Regions from separate parts of the Ovis aries genome. Here region 2 is linked to region 1. A link is a contact called in public Hi-C data. All regions are on one chromosome and are shown on one strand. The core of a region is the stretch at or near the end of the contact, and the rest is flanking DNA. Distances in the headings are between cores, read along the strand shown.

The links. A called contact is a pair of places that touch in the nucleus more often than the background predicts.
Region 2: a contact with region 1 is called in a Hi-C map of tail adipose tissue, with 3 times the contacts expected there. The contact joins the promoter of MTERF1 here to the promoter of FZD1 in region 1. A contact is called at or near these places in 2 of 16 Hi-C or Micro-C datasets (hypothalamus and tail adipose tissue).

What each region holds. Positions count from the first base shown.
Region 1 is chr4:9,439,849-9,446,448 of ARS-UI_Ramb_v3.0, forward strand. FZD1 (frizzled class receptor 1) reads left to right here and starts at 2,335. Exons shown (of 1, transcript XM_027968435.3): 1 at 2,335-6,600. The coding sequence starts at 2,798. The coding sequence ends at 4,738. LOC132659659 (a long non-coding RNA gene) reads right to left here and starts at 103. Exons shown (of 2, transcript XR_009600319.1): 1 at 1-103.
Region 2 is chr4:9,988,390-9,994,793 of ARS-UI_Ramb_v3.0, forward strand. MTERF1 (mitochondrial transcription termination factor 1) reads right to left here and starts at 1,553. Exons shown (of 2, transcript XM_042249125.2): 1 at 1,486-1,553.

The sequences.
Region 1 (6,600 bases), core at 1,085-3,584:
AGAAAAAGCTATATTTTCGTTGAACTTAACATATCAAACTGATATGAATTATAACAATATTGTTCAGCCACCCCTGAAGCCACTCCCCGCTCATGTGGGGAAAAGTCAGCCTCCACAGCTCCCTACTGTCTGTAAAATTTAGCCCAAATGTTTTCAGTTCAGTTCAGTTCAGCCGCTCAGTCGTGTCTGACTCTCTGTCACCCCTTGGACTGCAGCACGCCAGGCCTCCCTGTCCATCACCAGCTCCTGGAGTTCACTCAGACTCATGCCCATTGAGTCAGTGATGCCATCCAACCATCTCATCCTCTGTCATCCCCTTCTCCTCCCACCTTCAATCTTTCCCAGCATCAGGGTCTTTTCCAATGAGGCAGTTCTTTGTATCAGGTGACCAAAGCCTTGGAGTTTCAGCCTCATCATCAGTCCTTCCAATGAATATTCAGGACTGATTTCCTTTAGGGTGGACTGGTTGGATCTCCTTGCAGTCCAAGGGACTCTCAAGAGTCTTCTCCAACACCACAGTTCAAAAGCATCAATTCTTTAGTGCTCAGCTTTCTTTATAGTCCAACTCTCACATCCATACATGACCACTGGAAAAACCATAACTTTGACTCTGGGCTAACATTTTCTCCTGCCATAATATCTCAGCCACACCCACCCCGTCTCCTCCTTTGGCAATTTAAGCACTTTGGAGCTCCTGTCTCTCGCATCTTCCATCCATCTCACCATCAGATCCCTCCCCATCTTTTCCACTGGCTGGCTGCTCTCGTGTGTTCTTTGAGCTTGTGTGTGTTTAGTTGCTCAGTCGTGCCTGACTCTTTGCGACCCCATGGACTGTAGCCCCCCCAGGCCCCTCTGTTCATGGAATTCTCCAGGCAAGAATACTGGAGTGGGTTGCCATGCCCTCCTCTAGTGGATCTTCCCCATCCAGGGATGGAACCTGTCTCCTGCAAAGCAGGCGGATTCTTTACCATCTGAGTCACCAGGAAAGCCCCTCCTTCAGCTTAGGGATGTGCATTAAGGGAACTGATCATCTCTGTGCCCTGCTACACTCTCCTACCTGTAAGGCTAGGCCAGGTCTTGTCTATCTGTGTATTCTACTACCTAACAGTGCTTCTAGGACAATAGGAGCTTGGTAAGTATTTATTTTAAAAAATGAATGGATAAACAAAAGACAGAAAATAACTGTAGAAGAGGATCCCAAGAGACAGTCTAATCATAGGCCCACAAATCCTAGGTAGAATTAATAATACGGTGGCATTTTATTGATAAAACGAATCACTGGTTAGACCATTACTTGAAAATATCTTACAGGAAAACAACAACGAGGATGTAAGTGGGCTGAATTGTTTTGTTGTTTTGAACTGGCATCCCGCTGTTCTGCATCTGAGTGGCAGATCACTCTGCAGCCCAACCCAACTGGCCCAGGTCTGACCCTTGCACACTTCCCCCGGAGCCGTGGGCGTACCGGCCTTTGGAAGCCTCCCTGAAGCTCCCCAGGGTCCAGGCTGCCCCCAAGCCCAGCTCTGCCCTGAACCCCCTCTGGAGTCTCAGGCATCCAGGACTCTCTCCTCCTTCAGAGACTAGTAGGGCTCTGAAGTTTTTCTCTCGTAATATTTAATGGGTAGTTTCCCTTTGCTTCTGTTTCTGGATTGATAAAAAGGAGAAAAAGGAGTTTGACTACAGAAAAGACAGTAACAGCGGACTGTAGGTCTGGCTTTACTTTTTAAATGCTATCGAAGTTTGTGTTTGGTTGTGGTGGTTTTTCTTCATCTGACTGCGACCCGGCGAACTTCTCGGGGGAAATGGCGCGCCCGAAGCCCGCCAAGCCCAGCCTGAGAGCTCTAGGATTTGAGAGTAATATTTTAAATAAATATACAGATACAAACTCGAAGGAAGCCGTGCGTTCCTTAAGTCACAGGAATCTGTTCGGATCGAGGTGCTCGGTCTGCTGTTTGTAACCAGCGTTCAGAGCAGGATTTTTAAACACGAAAATGGATAAAAGAAAAGCTAAATCGCGCGATCGGCCGACTCCTATTCATGATCTCCAGCAGCATATGGGACCATTCTCCTACTTGTCCGCGCCCTTTCTTCCGCAAAAGCAAAAGCAACCAAGCCTGTCCCGCTTCATAGCAAACCCACTCTTTGTGCCCGAGCGGTGCCTCGGCCACCGCTCCCCCTCCCGCCGCCTCCTTCTCCCGCCCGCCGCCGACTTTCGCTCTGGGAAGCAGGCGGCGGGCGCCCTTTGCGCCGGGAAGCCAGTGCAGCGATTGGGCGACGATCCCTGAGCCTCCAGTTCCGCGTCGGTTTCAAGGCTCCTCCCTTCTGGTGAAAGACAGACTGCGGGGCGCCTGGAAACCGGTCGGAGGGCGCGCGAGGGAGAGGAGAGCGAGCGAGTTGAGGGATTGACACAAATGGTCAGGCGGCGGCGGCGGAGGAGGAGGCGGAGGCTCGGGGGGGAGCCGAGACTGCTGGGTTGCCGAGAGTTGCGCGCTCTACCCGGCCGCCGCCACTAGCGCGGCGCCGCTTGCCAGGAGCCAGCCAGCAGAGGGCCAGGAAGGCGGGACGCGACCCTCGGCGCGCCCGAGCCACCCGGGCTCTCCCCGCAGCCCGCGCTTCATGAATCGCAAGTTTCCGCGGCGGCGGCGGCTGCGGGACGCGGAGCGGGAGCCGGGGGAGCGGGCCGAGCACGGCTCGGGCTCGACGGAGGGCACCGGCGGGGAGGAGATCGCCCCGGCCGCAGGGGGAGCATCCTCCCGCCGCGAGACAGCCAGCCTCAGCCGAGCGGCGCCGAGAAAGTATGGCTGAGGAGGCGCCTAAGAAGTCCCGAGCCGCCGGGGGAGGCGGCGGCGGCGGCGGCGCGAGCTGGGAACTTTGTGCCGGGGCGCTCCGCACTGTGCCGGCGGCGGAGGGGAGCGGGGACGCGGGCAGCCGCCGCCGCACCCCGGCTGACTCCCGGCGCTTGGCACGCCGGCTGCTACTACTGCTTTGGCTGCTGGAGGCTCCGCTGCTGCTGGGGGTCCGGGCGCAGGCGGCCGGCCAGGGGCCCGGGCCGGGGCAGCAGCCCCCGCCGCCTCAGCAGCAGCAGAGCGGGCAGCAGTACAACGGCGAGCGGGGCATCTCTATACCGGACCACGGTTACTGCCAGCCCATTTCCATCCCGCTGTGCACCGACATCGCGTACAATCAGACCATCATGCCCAACCTGCTGGGCCACACGAACCAGGAGGATGCGGGCCTCGAGGTGCACCAGTTCTACCCGCTGGTGAAGGTGCAGTGCTCCGCCGAGCTCAAGTTTTTCCTGTGCTCCATGTACGCGCCCGTGTGCACCGTGCTGGAGCAGGCTCTGCCGCCCTGCCGCTCGCTGTGCGAGCGCGCGCGCCAGGGCTGCGAGGCGCTCATGAACAAGTTCGGCTTCCAGTGGCCCGACACGCTCAAGTGTGAGAAGTTCCCGGTGCACGGCGCCGGCGAGCTGTGCGTGGGCCAGAACACGTCGGACAAGGGCACCCCGACGCCCTCGCTGCTGCCGGAGTTCTGGACTAGCAACCCGCAGCACGGCGGCGGAGGGCACCGGGGCGGCGGCTTCGCGGGGGGCGCCGGCGCTGCGGCGCGGGGCAAGTTCTCGTGCCCGCGCGCCCTCAAGGTGCCCTCCTACCTCAACTACCACTTCCTGGGGGAGAAGGACTGCGGCGCCCCCTGCGAGCCGACCAAGGTGTACGGGCTCATGTACTTCGGGCCAGAGGAGCTGCGCTTCTCACGCACCTGGATCGGCATCTGGTCTGTGCTGTGCTGCGCCTCCACGCTCTTCACCGTGCTCACCTACCTGGTGGACATGCGGCGCTTCAGCTACCCCGAGCGGCCCATCATCTTCCTGTCGGGCTGCTACACGGCGGTGGCCGTGGCCTACATCGCCGGCTTCCTGCTGGAGGACCGGGTGGTGTGTAACGACAAGTTCGCGGAGGACGGGGCGCGCACCGTGGCGCAGGGCACCAAGAAGGAGGGCTGCACCATTCTCTTCATGATGCTCTACTTCTTCAGCATGGCCAGCTCCATCTGGTGGGTGATCCTGTCGCTCACCTGGTTCCTGGCGGCCGGCATGAAGTGGGGCCACGAAGCTATCGAGGCGAACTCGCAGTATTTCCACCTGGCCGCCTGGGCCGTGCCAGCCATCAAGACCATCACCATCCTGGCGCTGGGCCAGGTGGACGGCGACGTGCTGAGCGGGGTGTGCTTCGTGGGGCTCAACAGCGTGGACGCTCTGCGCGGCTTCGTGCTGGCGCCGCTCTTCGCGTACCTGTTCATCGGCACGTCCTTCCTCCTGGCCGGCTTCGTGTCGCTCTTCCGCATCCGCACCATCATGAAGCACGACGGCACCAAGACCGAGAAGCTGGAGAAACTGATGGTGCGCATCGGCGTCTTCAGCGTGCTTTACACCGTGCCGGCCACCATCGTCATCGCCTGCTACTTCTACGAGCAGGCCTTCCGGGACCAGTGGGAGCGCAGCTGGGTGGCCCAGAGCTGCAAGAGCTATGCCATCCCCTGCCCCCACCTGCAGGCGGGGGGCGCCCCGCCGCACCCGCCCATGAGCCCCGACTTCACAGTCTTCATGATCAAGTACCTTATGACCCTCATCGTGGGCATCACGTCAGGCTTCTGGATCTGGTCCGGCAAGACCCTCAACTCCTGGAGGAAGTTCTACACTCGGCTTACCAACAGCAAACAGGGGGAGACCACCGTCTGAGGCTCGGGACTCAGCCGGTCGCCAGCCCTCGGCCTGGTCCCAGCCTCCCTGGCCCTATGGAATCCTGGCCAAGTCTGGCTACTCTCCCTAGCCACTCACTGCTTTTAACAAGGCTCCTGCAAAAGCTTCTGTCCCCGGGGGTGCACAGGGACCTGAGGGCCCAACTGCCAGAGGCGGGGGGGATGGACAGACCTTTTTTGCTCTGGTACCAGGACTGTATGCTTTTATGACTTGTAAATAGCCTGTGTAAGATTTTTGTAAGTATATTTGTATTTAAATGACCGGTCACGCGTTTTTCTTTTACTCTCCTTGTTTGTTTGTTTAATTTTAATTATTTCGGGCGGTTTGACCATTTTTCCTTTTAGCCCTTTTCAGAGCAGCACAGAGAGAAAACCATAGCGCAGCGCTGGGAGCTTCTGCCTGGTGCTGGCGCGCCCCTCCCTGCAGCGGGTGGGGAGAGCCTGGGCCGCGCCGCCTGGGTCTCTACACCCCTCCTCTTTCTGCTCCCTCCCTCACCTTCCTTGCTGGGGTCGGGACTCTTCCAGGTACAGAAATCCACAAAGCTTCCACATCGGAAGGTGGGCCCGGGCCGATCCCAAATCTGCTCTTGTCCGGAGACAGATCGCCAAGACGGGCCCGTAGACTCTCCCAAGCTGAAATTTTCACTGTCCAGAACCTTCCCCGGCTTCTAGGAGGCCCACGGATGTGGGCAGGGGCAGCCCCGGGCTCCTTGGCTCAGGCCTCCAACGCCCAGACACTCCCTCCTTCCAACAAAGTTGGTTAGAGGGTGAGTGGGGTAACCAATGCCAAACTTTTTTAAGTCTCATTTTTGGTGGATGAGCTCATTTCATTCTCTAGCGTCTAAAACCTGGTATGGGTTTGGCCAGCGTCATGGAAAGATGTGGTTACTGAGATCTGGGGAAGAGGCATGGAGCTTTGTGTGGGTGGGGAGAGACAATTCTAATTGCATCCGGGTGCCTGGCAAACTGCTTCTGAAGACAGAGAGCACCTCTGTCTAGATTTCCCTTTCTGCAAAGTGGAGGCACTAGGTCACCTGGAAAGCTTTGTTAAGGAGCTGATAATCTTTGCTTTCCTTAACAGGAGAGCAAGACGGTAAACTGAGTACGAAAACTTGAAGGAGATTTCAGTGTAATGGATGTCCTCAAAATGAAGTGGTACTTTCTCATTTCAATCAAATAATAATCAGACATATGTCAGAAAGTTTAAAATGTTCATTGTACACTTGTACATTGTAACATATTATTATGATCATTATTCAACAACACATTGTGAGGGAGGAACAATCCACATCACTAATAATAACCTGGTAAGATTCCAGGAAGTAAAGGAGGTGGAATAATTGATGGGATTAGCCACCGAAATAAACAAAATATGGGCATGTATGCTAAGGGGAGAATGGGTGCTGCATGTCTGCTGCACTAAATCCTGTGTGTTCCTTTTTGGATTTACAGAAATGTGCCCAGTGTAATCTTTCAAAGCCATTGAAAAATATTCACTTTAGTTCTCTGTGAAAAAGAGGAGAAAAGCAATCTTCCTGATTGTATTGTTTTAAACTGTTAAGAGTTTTATCAAAATGCCCGTACTTAGGACATAAATCTATCTATGTCTGTCATACCCTAAAATGACAATGCTCATTGAATTTGGTATGCATTTATTCTGTTCACTATCACAAAATCATCTATATTTATAGAGGAATAGAAGTTTATATATATATATATTACCATATTTTTAATTTCACAAATAAAAAAAAATCAAAGTTTTGTACAAAATTCTATGATTTTTGCGCCTGAAAATAATAGAGCTGTAACTGTCTGCACTATGCACTATCTGTCTTTACATTT
Region 2 (6,404 bases), core at 303-2,802, 550 kb after region 1:
ATGATTAATAAATAGTGGTACATCAATATAATGAGGCTTCCCTGGTGGCTCAGACAGTAAAAGACCTGCCTGCAATGCAGGAGACCTGGGTTCAATCACTGAGTGGGGAAGATCCCCTGGAGAAGGGAATGGCTATCCACTCCAGTATTCTTGCCTGTAGAATTCCATGGACACAGGAGCCTGGGTGGGCTACAGCACATGAACTCACAAAAAATCCCACAAGACTGAGTGACTAACACACATCAATATAACATTACACAGCCTACTCTTTAAAAGGAGGCAGATCTAACACAATAAAAATATGTCCTAGGCATTCTAACTGGCAAATTGCTTAAGAGTATGGCTAGTCTAATATTACTTACATGAAAAGGGGAGAGGGACATACATACACAGGGAAGGGATAAAAACAGGGTAAGTTATTTTTCAGGTTTCAACACAAAAAAAGGTAAACCTGATAAATATCAATGTTATTTTAGTCTTTTAGCACCCAATCTCCCTTCAAAATAGTCCTATTACACCTAGTATGGTGAATAAATCTTTAAGCAGCCTAATGCAAGTAGTATCAACTAACTATAAATTTCAAAAATAATATTTCAAGTTATTTCCGTCTCTCAAATTGACGTTTTTAATTACCAAAGCCATTATTGCAAGCGTTAAAAGCCAAAGTTAACAAACACATGGTACATGGAAAACCTCTGTACTTGTTAGGTCTAAGGGATAAAAGTGGGTTTATGTGCCCCTCTGCTCCACAATGCGCCGGACAAGGGGACTTTTGATGGAAATGGGTAATCTCTGGTTACAGGGTACTGCGTTACAGTTAGTCTTTTGACAAAACGAGCTAAGTTTGAAGATCTTTACAGAAATGCATTTCTCACCTCATCTGTCTTAAGGCAAGAGGACTTTGCGTTCCTCCAAAAAAGCGGGAAAACAGTCGTCCCTAGAAACGGAAAAAATAGAGGAAGGAGGACAAAATGCTGTCAGGACTCCGTAATACAGGGGGAAAAAAAAAAAAAAGATCAATCTCATTTAACAGTGCATAATGTTTTCGTAAAATGCATTATCTTCAGCATACTAAGTATCTCTCAGAGATAATGAGAAGAAAATGTTAAGTACAAGCTCGAGAATGAAGGGAAAAGGCAGCAGAATCACGAGCATAATTTGCAAAACCCAGAACTAAGTGCTTCACACACATTATCTTACTTAAAAGGTAGGCATTATTCCTAAAATTACAAAATGAGAAAAAGCGCCGAGCTCCCTTACTAGCTTGACTTAGCTGGTGGAAGCAAGGTTCGAACCGACGCGAGTCTGTAACTCAAAAACTCTACGGGTTATTTCTACGGGGTCCATTTCGCGGGTCCTTTCGTCCCTCGTCCTCCAACGAGGAAAGTGAGCCAGGGGCTGCGCGGGAATGGGACTCAGTAACACATCACAGCCACCCAGACCCGCTTCTAAAAAGAAAAAGTACAGCAGGAGCGAGTCACCAACCTCAACCTGGAATAAAACAGGGCACGGGAAAAACCCTTTCCTGTCACCTCTGCAGTATCGCGAGAAACAGAGGGACGGAAGTGGAAAGAAGTATTTCCGGCGACGGGCCGCGCACAGAGATGACGTCACGGGTCTGGAACCGCCTCTCCCCCGCAGCTGCGCGAAGCCTTTCATAGCCTGACGCTGGGTCCCGGCAGGGGGCAGCAGGAGACCGTAGTGAGCGCCTTCTGGGAGTATTTCAGGGGGCGGAACGGGACTCGGAGCCTTCCAGCCACCCAGCCAGAGGCTCTGACTTGCTCCTAGTAAATGTGAAAATGCAATGTGAAAATCACGGTTATATACATGAATTTTGCAGCGTGATAGGTTGATTACGCTTATTTATGTGATTAACATGATGTAGACGAACACTTCAGCTTTCAGTTCAGTTCTGTTCCATCGCTCAGTCGTGTCCGACACTGAGACAACATGGACTGCAGCACGCCAGGCCTCCCTGTCCATCACCGACTCCCAGAGTTTATTCAAAATCACGTCCATTGAGTCGGTGATGCCATCCAACCATCTCATCCTCTGCCGTCCCCTTCTCCTCCTGTCTTCAATCTTTCCCAGCATCAGGGTCTTTTCAGATGAGTCAGCTCTTCCCATCAGGTGGCCAAAGTGTTGTAGTTTCAGCTTCAACATCAGTCCTTCCAATGAATATTTAGGGCTGATTTCCTTTAGGAAGGGCTGGTTGGATCTCCTTGCAATCCAAAGGACTCTCTAATGTCTTCTCCAACAGCCCAGTTAGAAAGCATCAGTTCTTCGGTGCTCAGCTTTTTTTATAGTCCAACTGTCACATCCATACAGTTCAGTTTCAGTTCAGTTCAGCCGCTCAGTCGTGTCCAACTCTTTGAGACCCCATGAATCGCAGCACGCCAGGCCTCCCTGTCCATCACCAACTCCCAGAGTTCACTCAGACTCGTGTCTATCAAGTCAGTGATGCCATCCAGCCATCTCATCCTCTGTCGTCCCCTTCTCTTCCTGCCCCCAGTCCCTCCCAGCATCAAAGTCTTTTCCAATGAGTCAACTCTTCTCATGAGGTGGCCAAAGTACTGGAGTTTCAGCTTCAGCATCATTCCTTCCAAAGAAATCCCAGGGCTGATCTCCTTCAGAATGGACTGGTTGGATCTCCTTGCAGTCCAAGGGACTCTCAAGAGTCTTCTCCAACACCACAGTTCAAAAGCATCAATTCTTCAGCACTCAGCCTTCTTCACAGTCCAACTTTCACATCCATACATGACCACAGGAAAAACCATAGCCTTGACTAGATGGACCTTAGTCGGCAAAGTAATGTCTCTGCTTTTGAATATGCTATCTAGGTTGGTCATAACTTTTTTTCCCAGGAGTAAGCGTCTTTTAATTTCATGGCTGCAATCACCATCTGCAGTGATTTTGGAGCCCACAAAAATAAAGTCTGACACTGTTTCCACTGTTTCTCCATCAGTTTTCCCATGGAGTGATGGGACTGGATGCCATGATCTTCGTGTTCTGAATGTTGAGCTTTAAGCTAACTTTTTCACTCTCCTCTTTTACTTTCATCAAGAGGGTTTTTAGTTCTTTTTCACTTTCTGCATATTTGAGATTATTGGTATTTCTCCCGGCAATCTTGATTCCAGCTTGTGCTTCATCCAGCCGAGCATTTCTCATGATGTACTCTGCATATAAATTAAATAAGCAGGGTGACAATATACAGCCTCAACGTACTTCTTTTGCTATTTGGAACAAGTCTGTTGTTCCATGTCCAGTTCTAACTGTTGCTTCCTGGCCTGCATAGAGATTTCTCAAGAGGCAGGTTAGGTGGTCTGGTATTCCCATCTCTTTCAGAATTTTCCACAGTTTATTGTGATCCACACAGTCAAAGGCTTTGGCATAGTCAATAAAGCAGAAATAGATGTTTTTCTGGAACTCTCTTGCTTTTTCCATGATCCAGTGGATGTTGGCAATTTGACCTCTGGTTCTTCTGCCTTTTCTAAAACCACCTTGAATATCAGGGAGTTCATGGTTCACATATTGCTGAAGCCTGGCTTGGAGAATTTTGAGCATTACTTTACTAGCGTGTGAGATGAGTGCAATTGTGCAGTAGTTTGAACATTCTTTGGCATTGCCTTTCTTTGGGATTGGAATGAAAGCGGACCTTTTCCAGTCCTGTGGCCCTGCTGAGTTTTCCAAATTTGCTGGCACACTGAGTGCAGCACTTTCACAGCATCATCTTTCAGGATTTGAAATAGCTCAACTGGAATTCCATCACCTCCACTAGCTTTGTTCGTACTGATGCTTTCTAAGGCCCACTTGAGTTCACATTCCAGGATGTCTGGCCCTAGATTAGTGATCACACCATTGTGATTATCCGGGTCGTGAAGATACTTTTTGTACAGTTCTTCTGTGTATTCTTGCCACCTCTTCTTAATATCTTCTGCTTCTGTTAGGTCCATACCATTTCTGTCCTTTATCGAGCCCATCTTTGCATGAAATGTTCCCTTGGTATCTCTAATTTTCTTGAAGAGATTTCTAGTCTTTCCCATTCTGTTGTTTTCCTCTATTTCTTTGCATTGATCGCTGAAGAAGGCTTTCTTATCTCTTCTTGTTATTCTTTGGAACTCTGCATTCAGATGCTTATATCTTTCCTTTCCTCCTTGGCTTTTCACTTCTCTCTTTTCACAGCTATTTGTAAGGCTTCCCCAGACAGCCATTTTGCTTTTTTGCATTTTTCTTCCATGGGGATGGTCTTGATCCCTGTCTCCTGTACTATGTCACGAACCTCATTCCATAGTTCATCGGGCCCTCTTATCTATCAAATCTAGGCCCTTAAATCTATTTCTCACTTCCACTGTATAATCATAAGGGATTTGATTGAGGTCATACCTGAATGGTCTAGCGGTTTTCCCTGTTTTCTTCAATTTCAGTCTGAATTTGTTAATAAGGAGTTCATGATCTGAGCCACAGTCAGCTCCTGGTCTTGTTTTTCTTGACTGTATAGAGCTTCTCCATCTTTTGCTGCAGAGAATATAATCAGTCTGATTTCAGTGTTGACCATCTGGTGATGTCCATGTGTAGAGTCTCCTCTTGAGTTGTTGGAAGAGGGTGTTTGCTATGACCAGTCATAGCCGTGACTAGATGGACCTTTGTTGGCAATGTCTCTGCTTTTTAATATGCTGTCTAGGTTGGTCATAATTTTTCTTCAGTGTTTAGTGCAGGGAAACACATGTGAACAGCCGCCCTAACCCACCCCACCCCACTGCATCTCACCCTCCAGCCCCATTTTCCTCGATGAGCTACTTGGTAAATCCTGAAGAGTGGTCACTAGTACTAATTCAGTCAGCCTTCAGGCCCAGAACCAATTCTAGAGTGCTTCAAGTGCTTGCAATGCAAATTACTTATGGTTCTTTTGAAACTGTAATGAATTTAGGCTATTTAAATTAAAGTATGGGGATTTCCCTGGTGGTCCAGTGGTTAAGACTCTGCTCTCCCAACGGAGGGGTCACAGATTTGATCCCTAATCTGAAAGCATAGATCCCTCAAGGTGGGGCCAAAAAAATAAATAATAAAAAATTTTAAATGAGTAAAAGTTTCAATAGGAATTTAATTTCTGCAACCAGTGCACTCTTTGTCCCCTGGGGAGTTGTCACCTTAAACCTTTGTGGTCCTGTCAGTATCACTATTAACCCCAGAAGAGGGATTATACAGAGGTTAATGAGATAATCATCAGACTGCCAGTTTCTTCTGAAGGAAAAAGATAAGTCCTTGGAAAAACGGAGAGTTGGGGAGATGGTTGATCCTGAATTCTGCTGCAAGGAGGAATTTCCTGCATTACCCTCATCTGTGTAGGAGCATGGTGGTAGAATTTTCTTCATCCCATTTCTGCACCAATAAACCAATTAATGTTTTATCTTCACTCGGTCCCTTAGGTGACTTTTAGCTGGTTTGTTGTCATCACTTTGTCTTGAATTAACATTCAGTTTTATTGGTTTTTAAGCGTAAAGATTTACTTTTGGAACTTTGTTAATCATCAGTCTACCTGCTAAGTAAAACTATTTACTGCAGTTCCTCCAGGTTAAAAAAAATTTTTTTGTGTCCTGAAAAATTAGAAATGGTCTCTTTTTGTGAGTTTCTAAAATCTATTACTGCATAGAAGGAACTCCTGTATCCCAATTAATATTTATTATTATATATAAATGTATAAATTTATGTATGTGTGTTTACTAAGTTGCTTCAGTCATATCTGATTCTTTGCAACTCCATGGACTATAGCCCTCCAGGTTTCTCAGTCCACGGGATTCTCCAGGCAAGCATACTGGAGTGGGTTGCCATGCCCTCTTCCAGGGGATCTTCCCAACCCAGAGATTGAACCTGTGTCTGCTGTGACACCTGCATTGCTGGCAGATTCTTTACCACTGAGCCACCAGGGAAGCCCATAAATTTATGTACATAAGTATACAAATATTATATCTTCAACCTATCTTACAATCTGAATGCAAAACAATAAAATCTTCTTTAGGAATCGTTAAACTTCAGACTTTAAGAAGAGCTTTGAGATTATGGAGCCACGGTCCTCTTCTTTTACAGATAAAACACTGAAACCCTCAGAGTAGAAGCCAGCAAGAAAATGCATGTCTTATACCTGCTTGACCAGTAAGTCTTCTGTGATCTATACGTCATATTTTGTTGTTCAGATCAGTTCAGTCGCTCAGTTGTGTCTGACTCTTTGTGACCCCATGAACCACAGCACGCCAGGCTGCCCAGTCCATCACCAACTCCCGGAGTTTACCCAAACTCATGTCCATTGAGTCAGTGATGCCATCCAACCATCTCATCCTCTGTCGTCCCCTTCTCCTCCTGCCCTCAAGTCTTTCCCAGCATCAGGGTCTTTTCAGATGAGTCAGCTC